Regions from separate parts of the Sus scrofa genome. Here region 2 is linked to region 1. The links are chromatin contacts, called in public Hi-C maps. All regions are on one chromosome and are shown on one strand. The core of a region is the stretch at or near the end of the contact, and the rest is flanking DNA. Distances in the headings are between cores, read along the strand shown.

The links. A called contact is a pair of places that touch in the nucleus more often than the background predicts.
Region 2: a Hi-C map of retroperitoneal adipose tissue shows a contact between it and region 1, with 2.3 times the contacts expected there. The contact joins the enhancer-like site here to the promoter of MANBA in region 1. A contact is called at or near these places in 3 of 5 promoter capture datasets (fetal liver and liver), 10 of 47 Hi-C or Micro-C datasets (alveolar macrophages, blood, embryonic fibroblasts and 6 more) and 1 of 2 datasets of contacts at active chromatin or transcription factors (alveolar macrophages).

Annotation. Positions count from the first base shown.
Region 1 is chr8:118,248,742-118,253,236 of Sscrofa11.1, reverse strand. MANBA (beta-mannosidase) reads right to left here and starts at 2,115. Exons shown (of 18, transcript XM_003129294.6): 1 at 1,817-2,115. The coding sequence starts at 1,993.
Region 2 is chr8:118,143,233-118,147,727 of Sscrofa11.1, reverse strand. No RefSeq gene overlaps it. Among named protein-coding and RNA genes, the nearest start is that of CISD2, 19 kb to the left of the region's middle. Within about 2 kb of position 2,562, at least 7 of the 83 cell types and tissues checked have an H3K27ac peak or open chromatin away from gene starts, as enhancers often do. A contact at or near this core is called in alveolar macrophages, omental adipose tissue and retroperitoneal adipose tissue, where this site is marked.

The DNA of each region.
Region 1 (4,495 bases), core at 866-3,365:
AGGAAGTACCTGGGGCCAGAGATGGAATCCCAGCTGCAGCTGAGACCTACACCACAGCTGCAGCAATGCCAGATCCTTAACACCCTGCACCCAGCCAGGGATCAAACCCACACTACCAGAGAGACAATTCGGGATCCTTAACCTGCTGTGCTACAGTGAGATCTCCCCAACCATGTTTCTTGATATGCAGCCCTATAGCATGAGACAATAATCTGATTTGCTACAGCCACTAATGATTTCCCACTGCTTTAATTCACTCAGGAAAATGAGGGAAGGAGAGACCATGTAAAATAAACACATGCATTTTCAAAGTATGTGTAAGTGAAGTCTTACTAAGGTCTATGTCATCAGTAATTTGTTAATTAAAACCAGTTCAAGTACTTCAGTTTAATAATCACTCAAAAAAAAAAAACTGGGCCATGGGCAGTGTAATTGACATTTGCTTCCTTTCTGACATACATTCCTGGAAAAAAAAAAAAAAAAACTAATGGTACCAGATCAGAAATTTTGTATAACCCTGACTGACTGTCATGGTGTCATTTAAGTAAACCTTGAATTATATTCTTGACAGTCAACAGCAGTGCTTCAAAAACACAGGATTATTCAAACCACCAAGGTTAAGTGTAGTACAGTACAGAAGGTTTCAGAGTCAAACCAGGCTGGCTTAGAATTCCATTTCTGCCACTTAGAACTTTTCTGGGCTCCATAACGCCACATCATCCATAAAATGCAGCTAAGACCTACTCCACAGAGCTGTTATAAGGATTGGGATGATGCATGCAAAATTACTTATCAAGCACACTTTGTCCAGGCAAAGCCGTAACAGATGCGCAACAGATTTAAAAAAAAAAAAGTGCAACATCTGGAACCAAAAAACAGTGGAAGGTGGCAGTCTGTTTGCAAACCTCTGCCCACAGGCAGCCAAACAGGAAAACAACCTCAACAAGAAGAACATAAACTGAAGAATGTTGGGACACACACATCATACCACATGCCCTGAGAGGAAACAGCATCTTTCTCCACATCTCAACCAGCCTTAAAAATTACTTAGCCTTGGGAGTTCCCGTTGGGGTGCAGCGGAAACGAATCCGACTAGGAACCATGAGGTTGCGGGTTCGATCCCTGGCCTTGCTGTTAGATGTGGTGTGGGTCGCAGACGCTGCTCGGATCCTGCGTCGCTGTGGCTGTGGTGTAGGCCTGCAGTTGTGGCTCCGATTGGACCCCTGGCCTGGGAACCTCCACGTGCCGCGGGTGAGGCCCTAACAAGCTAAATAAATAAATTACTTAGCCTTTACTTTAGCACTGACGACCCTAACCTTACACTTGTAGGTCTCATTTTTCCTCAACCTACGTGCCACTGCGTCAATTCCAAATCTGTCTCCCTGGCGTCTAACAGCAAAAGTGAAAAACTGAGACGTTGCTGAATATAGTCCCCTGCAGTGTTCAGGTAGTTGAAACAATAATCCCCCGCCTTAGGCTTTGTCGGTATAGCCTTTCTATCCGCCCTTCAGCAGATAACTATGGCAATAACACCCTGGTTAGAGCTGTTTACCCGGGCTAAACCTCCGCTTTCCTGAGTTACTGCTGTACAGACAGGTTAGTTTCTAATCAGCCCGGACCCCAGCTGTGCTCTTCAACTGTAGATACACTTGCCTCTTCGGCGTTTCCCCCTGCAAACCACACGATGCAAACGGGAAGTTAGTGCCAAACCGAGGAGAAGAGTCCCGTACTCAGGACTGCCAGGCCATTTCTGGGCCCTTCTCAGCACTAAGGGGGACGCGAGCGCAGGCTCCCAACCAGGCGACGCAGATAGTACCTGGATGAGCCTCCGCTGAAACAGGGCGCTATGCACGCAACCGGGAACCTTCCCGGGCAGCTCCAGGGAGCCGTTCCCGCTGCGGATCCTCCAGCTTCCCCGCAAACTGAGGGTGAGCGCTGCGGCAGCGGGGCCCGCACTGCACAGTGCCAGCAGCAGGAGCAGGCGGAGGCACATGCCAGTGGCTGGCACCGCAGACACCCGCAGGGCAAGAACCCCCGCGCGGTCGAGGGCTGCGGAAGCCACGGTGCCTTCAGAAGGGCCCAGCTTCGAGGTCTCCCCGCCCTCGGCCCCGGCCACGCCCCCGGCTCTCGGCCCCGCCTCCAGGTCAGCTGAGCTGTGGGGACCGAAGCTGCTCCCCTGGATCCTCTGGCTAGTGGAGGATGCGGAAATCGCGCAGACTGGCGAGGCCGAGCATCGCGGGGGCCAGAGCCGCTGCCATCGTGCGCAGCTCCGGACTCGGACCGCTGCAGTCTGCGCCCTCAACACTGATTCCACCTGCTCTGGGGTCTGAATGGGAAGCGAGAACCGTACACGGTAATTGAGACACACAAATCTCAGGGCGCAAAGTGGCACACAGCTTTGGGGAGCTCAGAGACAGTGGTGTGCAGAGACTACAGGTAGAGAGGCTCCTCACTGCTTCAGAGGACCCAAAACCAAGACACTCCACCACTTTTCTCTCAAATTTCCCCAGACTCCCATCTGTGCTGCAGGGATCTGCCTGGCAAAGGTAACGCCCAAATCAAATCCTTCAGCTCCACGGGTTGGTCTCAGAGCAGAGGCTGTCCTTCAAAGAGTAAACGACTAGAGTTCTCTTGTGGCGCAGCGGTAAAGGATCCGGCATTGTCATTGCAGCAGCTTGGGCCGCTGCTTGGGTCACTGCTGTGGCCTGGGTTCGATCCCTGGCCCGGGAGCATACACATGCCGCAGGCTTGGCCAAACAAAAACAAAGTGTAAACAATTACTGGAGTTCCCTGGTGGCCTAGTGGTTAAGGGTCCAATGTTGTCATTCTTGCGACCTGATGTTACAGGTTTGATCCCTGGCCCGGGAACTAGCTTCTACATGCCAAAGGTGTAGCAGGAAAAAAAAGTAAGCAATTATTAAAAGTACCTAATTTGCACGGTTTTGGTGAAGGCTGAGAAAATTCATGTATAGCATGCAACATAGGGCCCAGCCCAGAGAAAGCACAGCATGCTTGCCTCATGTTAGTGGACTACAACCTCCTGATTTATAAAGCTCCATAGAAGAGGTTCCTGAGGTTCCAGAAACCTGTACTTAATGCACAGGCAAATTTAAAATCCCACTCTGGCGATATGGGATCCTTGGCCTCCTGGGAGCGCTGGGTCGCAGGTTCCATTTCTGGCCAAGCAGGCACAGGAGACGGTGTTGCCACAGCTGTGGCTTAGGTTGAAACTACGGCTGGGATCTGATACCTGGCCGGGGAACTCCATATGCCCCAGGCCAGCCAAAAATAGGTGGAAGAAAAAAAAATCCTCTGCCAATCACTAACTGTGGGACTTAGGCAAGCCACAAAATCTCTTACACCTCCATTCCCTGAACTCAAAAATAGAGACAGTACTCTTTTTTCTTTTTGTTATAAGCATAAAATTAATTAACACACTTGGGTGTTTCCTAATAATGCCAAGGTACCCAAGAAACACCACACATTTTTTTCAAGTCTCCTAGTGGCACTTGAGTGCCATTTTTGCCTTAAGATGTAACTGTGATTTGGGAAGTTAAGAGGGAATTTCATACTGCATAAAATAGACCTATTTCTTTGTTGATGTTATTTGCCTTATTTCCATGTTTGAATGGAAATCTGTGGAGTAGCTCTCATCTCAACAAATCCAAGCCTTGCTTTGCCTTGTAAATGCCTGAAATTGCCTGAATCTGTAGACACAGGACAATATTTTACCTTCACGGAGTCAGCATTTTTCACAAGCCTAGCATGTTGGTTCTAAATTTAGATTATCCAGCCCAAGCCTCCGGCTTTACACCTGAGGGGTCAGGTGACTTGACTGTCATACAGTAGCAGACAGTACCCAAACTCTCCTTGCCTGGCTCTTAGTCTCCTTGCAGCAGAGCCCACTGATATTAAGGGGGAAAGACTCTGGCTATCTCAGAGGCTTCCTCACTCTATAAGCATTTATTTATGCATTTATTTATTTATTTAAGGGCCGCACCCATGGCATATGGAGGTTCCCAGGCTAGGGGTCGAATTGGAGCTGTTGCCGCAGGCCTACGCCAGAGCCACAGCAACGCCAGATCCTCAACCCACTGAGCAAGGCCAGGGATCGAACCCGAAACCTCATGGTTCTAGTTGGATTCATTTTCACTGTGCCATGATGGGAACTCTGAGCATTTATTCTTTTGATAGGAATGGAGCTCTCGATTCACATAATATTCCCTAATTCATGGCACTAAATGGCCTGCCCTTGTCTGTTCAAAACTGTTAACAAGACTTATAGCGGCAAGAGTGACAAGGAGGTTGCAGGTTCGATCCCTGACCTTGCTCAGTGGGTTAAGGATCCAGCATTGCCGTGAGCTGTGGTGTGGGTTGCAGATGCGGCTCAGATCTGGCATGGCTGTGTTTGTGGCGCAGGCCGGAGGCTACAGCTCTGATTAGACCCCTAGCCTGAGAACCTCCATATGCTGTGAGAGCGGCTCAAGAAAAGGGA
Region 2 (4,495 bases), core at 1,313-3,812, 110 kb after region 1:
TGGCCTGGGAACCTCCATATGCTGCAAGAGCGGCCCAAGAAATGGCAAAAAGACAAAATAAATAAATAAATAAAAATTAAAATAAATAAATAAATCTCTTAAAGTTAATAAATTCAATAAAATACATTAGAATAAAATTGGATTATCTTAAGATTTATTTAGAAAAGTCAGAAAATTATACAAAAACAAGCATAAATGATAACTTTACTCACCAGATATCAGCACATACTATAGAGCCATTGGAATTAAGTGAATTAGTGTGATTAAAAAACTGCATTAAATAAGAATAAAGAATTGAGATGAAAATTTAATACAGGATGAATGTGATGTTTTAATTCAAAGAGAAAACAATTGAATTTCCAATTTTCACTAAAGGCTTTGATATGACAAAATTATTTTTAAAATTTTAAAAAAAGTATTTTAGAAAGAGTTGGGAGAGGGGGAAAGGAAAAGAAAGTAGACTAAAGACACTGAAAACCTATGATGCAAAAATTAATAATTTTTTGTAACAAAAGTGATAAAGTCTCTATGTAATATGTAATAAATGAGGAAATTGCCATGTGGGTTACAGACAAGAGTTAATATCTATAAAACTATGCACTGTGTATCACAAATGGGCAAGAAAAAGGCAAACAAAAACATGGGGAAAATAATACAAAGACATAACCATAGAAGAGTAAATCCAAAATGAATAAAATTATGCTTAAACTCATTAGTAATCAGGGAAATACAAACAAAGCTCTAGAAGACTGTCACTTTATAACCCATTGTATTGCCACATATTAAGAAGAGCAATACCTATCACTGGTGGGAATTTTGGAGGAGGGAACCAAATAGTCTCATATGTTGGTAGTAATAAATATAGACTATTACAATCTTTTTCTAAAACAATTTGGTAACTTTTGGAGTAAAATATTCTTTATCACAGTAATTCTACAGAAATAAAAATCGATATAATTGTACACAAATATACATATATATATATATACACACACACATTTTTATTGCAACACTGATCTTAATGGAAAATACACATTAGAGCCCTGTTGGTTGATTCAGTGTATTTTTTTTTTTTTTTCTTTTTAGGACCACACCTGCAGCATATGGAAGTTCCTGGGCTAAGGGTTGAATTGGAGCTACAGCTGCTGGCCTGGCCACAGCCACAGCAACACCAGATCTGAGCCACATCTGTGACCTACACCATCACATCATTGAGACAAACCTGGGTCCTTAACCCATTAAGCGAGGCCAGGGATGGAACATGAATCCTCATGGACACAGTCTGGTTCTTAATCTGCTGAGCCACAACAGTAACTCCCTGATTCAGCATTTCTATGCAGTAGGGAAAAAAGCAAGATGCAGTATGGCATGTTTAATCCCCTCTTTTCATATATATATATATATATATATATATAATGCATTCTTATTTTGGGCACTGTGTATATATATATGTATGTACGTATGTATGTATAAATGTCGACTTTATGAACCTGAGAAAAAATGGGATGATACATCATAATGAGAGTGACATCATTTGTCTGGAGAGGGTAAGTAAAGATGGGAATTTGGGTAGGAGGGAGAAGACAGAGTAAAGAGTAAACAAACAAAAAAATACTACATTCCATGTATGATATTCCATTTCAAATTATATAAATTAAACATGTATATACACAATAAGAAAGTTTAAAACATTAATTGGATTTGATATCATGAAGGTCATTGATGACCTTACCCAGAGCAGTTATAGTTAACTGGAAGCAAATAATAAAGTAACATTCTTATTAGAGCAGTTTGAATTACAAATAAATAGTAAGACAGTTGACTACTATAAACTGAAACTTTATACAATAATACTAATAAAAAAGTAAAATATAATAAACAATGATGAGCAAAAGAGGGGATAAAGAAAGTCATTATATGTTATATACATGAGCCTCTGCGTACTGGCTCATGGGTTGCTTATTTCTTCACAGCAGACTGAGAACCATTAGCTCAAAAGCCCACTGGCACCAAACCAAAAGTTTACCCATCCACTTGTTTTAAACATAGTCCAAACAATGGAGGTTCCCTTGTGGCACAGTGGGTTATGGATCCAGCACTGCCACAGCTGCAGCTTGGGTTCAATCCCTGGCCCAAGAACTTCCACATGCTATGGGTGCAGCCAAACAAACAAACAAAAACAAGAAACAATAAGCATAATCCACACAAACAGATTTTTAGCCATTTAGAGCTTGCCTGCTTTACCTACTCTGTGAAACCGTCCAAAATCTGTTTGCCACAGATAAAATAAGCCTTGGGCTATAAAGACTTTAAGCAGCTGTTGTGCTTTGTAATTCTCTAACCCAGAGACTCCTGCCATGCTGCTAAATGACATCATACATAAGCACCCTAGACATAAAACCCCCATCTGATGCCCTCCCCCAGTACCCTTGTCCTCCTCCCTTTTGGGATGGTGGCCCCATGCCTTAAGCTCAAGCTTAAGGTTCGTCTCATGCTGCTAGGTCTTTTCCCAACATACAAACCCGTCAAAGTAACACTAAAATAAAGCTTGTGTGTGCTACTGCCACCTCATGGCCATATCTTTCTTCAATCAGCCCCAAAATGCTCAAACTCACCCCCCTCCCCTCACACTGCATAATAACAAAAGTAAAAATTCACCAGGAAGATATACCAATTCTAAAACTGCAAATCCATAATATATCCTCAAAATAAATAAAGCCAAATTTGATAGAATTACAAAGGGTAAATGACAAATCCACAAATACAGTGTGAGATTTTAACATCATTTTCAGTAACTGACTCAATGGACATAAAATTTGTAAGGCTATATAGATTACATAGAACTATAATCAACAATTAAAGAATCCCTATTTTTTTCTAGCACATTTGAAATATTTATAAAAATTGACCAAATCTTAGGCCTAAAGGTATCAAACCTTTAAAATGATATATAGACTACAAAGCACTACTATTAGAAATCAAAAACAAAAGGTTATCCAAAAGAGATCTTTAAATTTTAGAAGTTAAAAACATACTTCCAAATAATCAATGGAACCAAGAAGTAAATATAATAAAAATTAAAACATTTAAAAATGGATGAAGATGAAAAGATTACAGATCAATAGATATGTAATAGCTGAAGCAGTACTTGGAAATTTACCAGAAGAAATTTGCATTCATGGGAAGGACAACAGCCTACATTTAGAAAAAAAAAGATTTTAGGGGGTCCAGTAGTCTGGGATAGGTTTAAAATAAAGGGCAAATTATTGCATGTCCCATTCCCACCATGAAGGAAATACAATGCCTCACAGGCCTCTATGGGTTTTGGAGGCAGCATATTCTATAGTTGGGAATACTGTTCTGACACATACACTGAGTGACACAGAGGCTGCCAGCTCCTACAGGAGCTTGAAACAGGAAAACACTCTGTAGCAGGTTCAGGCTACAGCACAAGCAGCCCTATCATTTGGGCCATACAGTCCAGCAACTCTCCTATATTGGAAATGTCGGCAGTGAGAAAAATTACCATGTTGAGTTTACGGCAAATCACAATATGAAAATTACAACATAGCCCTATGACATTCTCTAGCAAGGCCATTGCTGTCTGCTGATATTATATACCATATAATCATATGGAATAATTATATACTTTAATATGTTCATGCATGCTACTGGATCCACCTAACAATGGACATTAAGTGACCATGTGGCTAGAACTTCCTATCATGAGCTTGGCTCTCTTAGATCTGCTAAGGCATAAAGACAAGCTGGCCTAGTAGCAATCCATCGTAAGATGGAAGTAGCACATCAAGGATTGGGCACGAAAAGGACTACAGGGCACAAGTATAAGCAAGTGGCCCAGGACCCCACATCATCAACAACTGTTACATATTTTCTATCCATCAACTTGCAATTATGATTGTGTAGGCATTCCCAAGTTGGTTAAGGAGGTCCACTGAAAGGTCATCTCAAGATGTGAATGCAGGCCAAAAATGGTTGGTGGCTTACTTAGCTCTGGAAAAGACAGCAATAAGAAAAAATTCTCCCAGTAGCCATAACTGTGGACTCCTTACCTTGTCATTCATTTTGCATGGAAAGGTAAGTAGCCCAAGGTAAGAATATATTCAGAATCATGGTCAAATGGCTTGGTTGGTAGGTCAGAGGTTGGAAGGAGAAAGTTTGGAAGACTGGAGACAAAGACATCTGGGAAGAAGCAGAGGGAAGGACCTATGGGAACAGACAAAAAATACAAAGATTTTATACCACACGTTAACTCCCACAGAAGTTAATTACCAAAACCAAGTAGATGAAGTGATTCAGCCAGCTGATGTGAGCCAACCTCTTCCATTGGTCGCTTTAGTACTGGCACAATGGATGCATAATAACAGGGATGGAGGCCATGCAGAGGCCCAAAGAGCCGAAATTCCCACTTAACAAAGCTGATCTAGTCATGCTGCTGCTGAATGTTCAACCTGCCAGCAACAAAAAACAACAC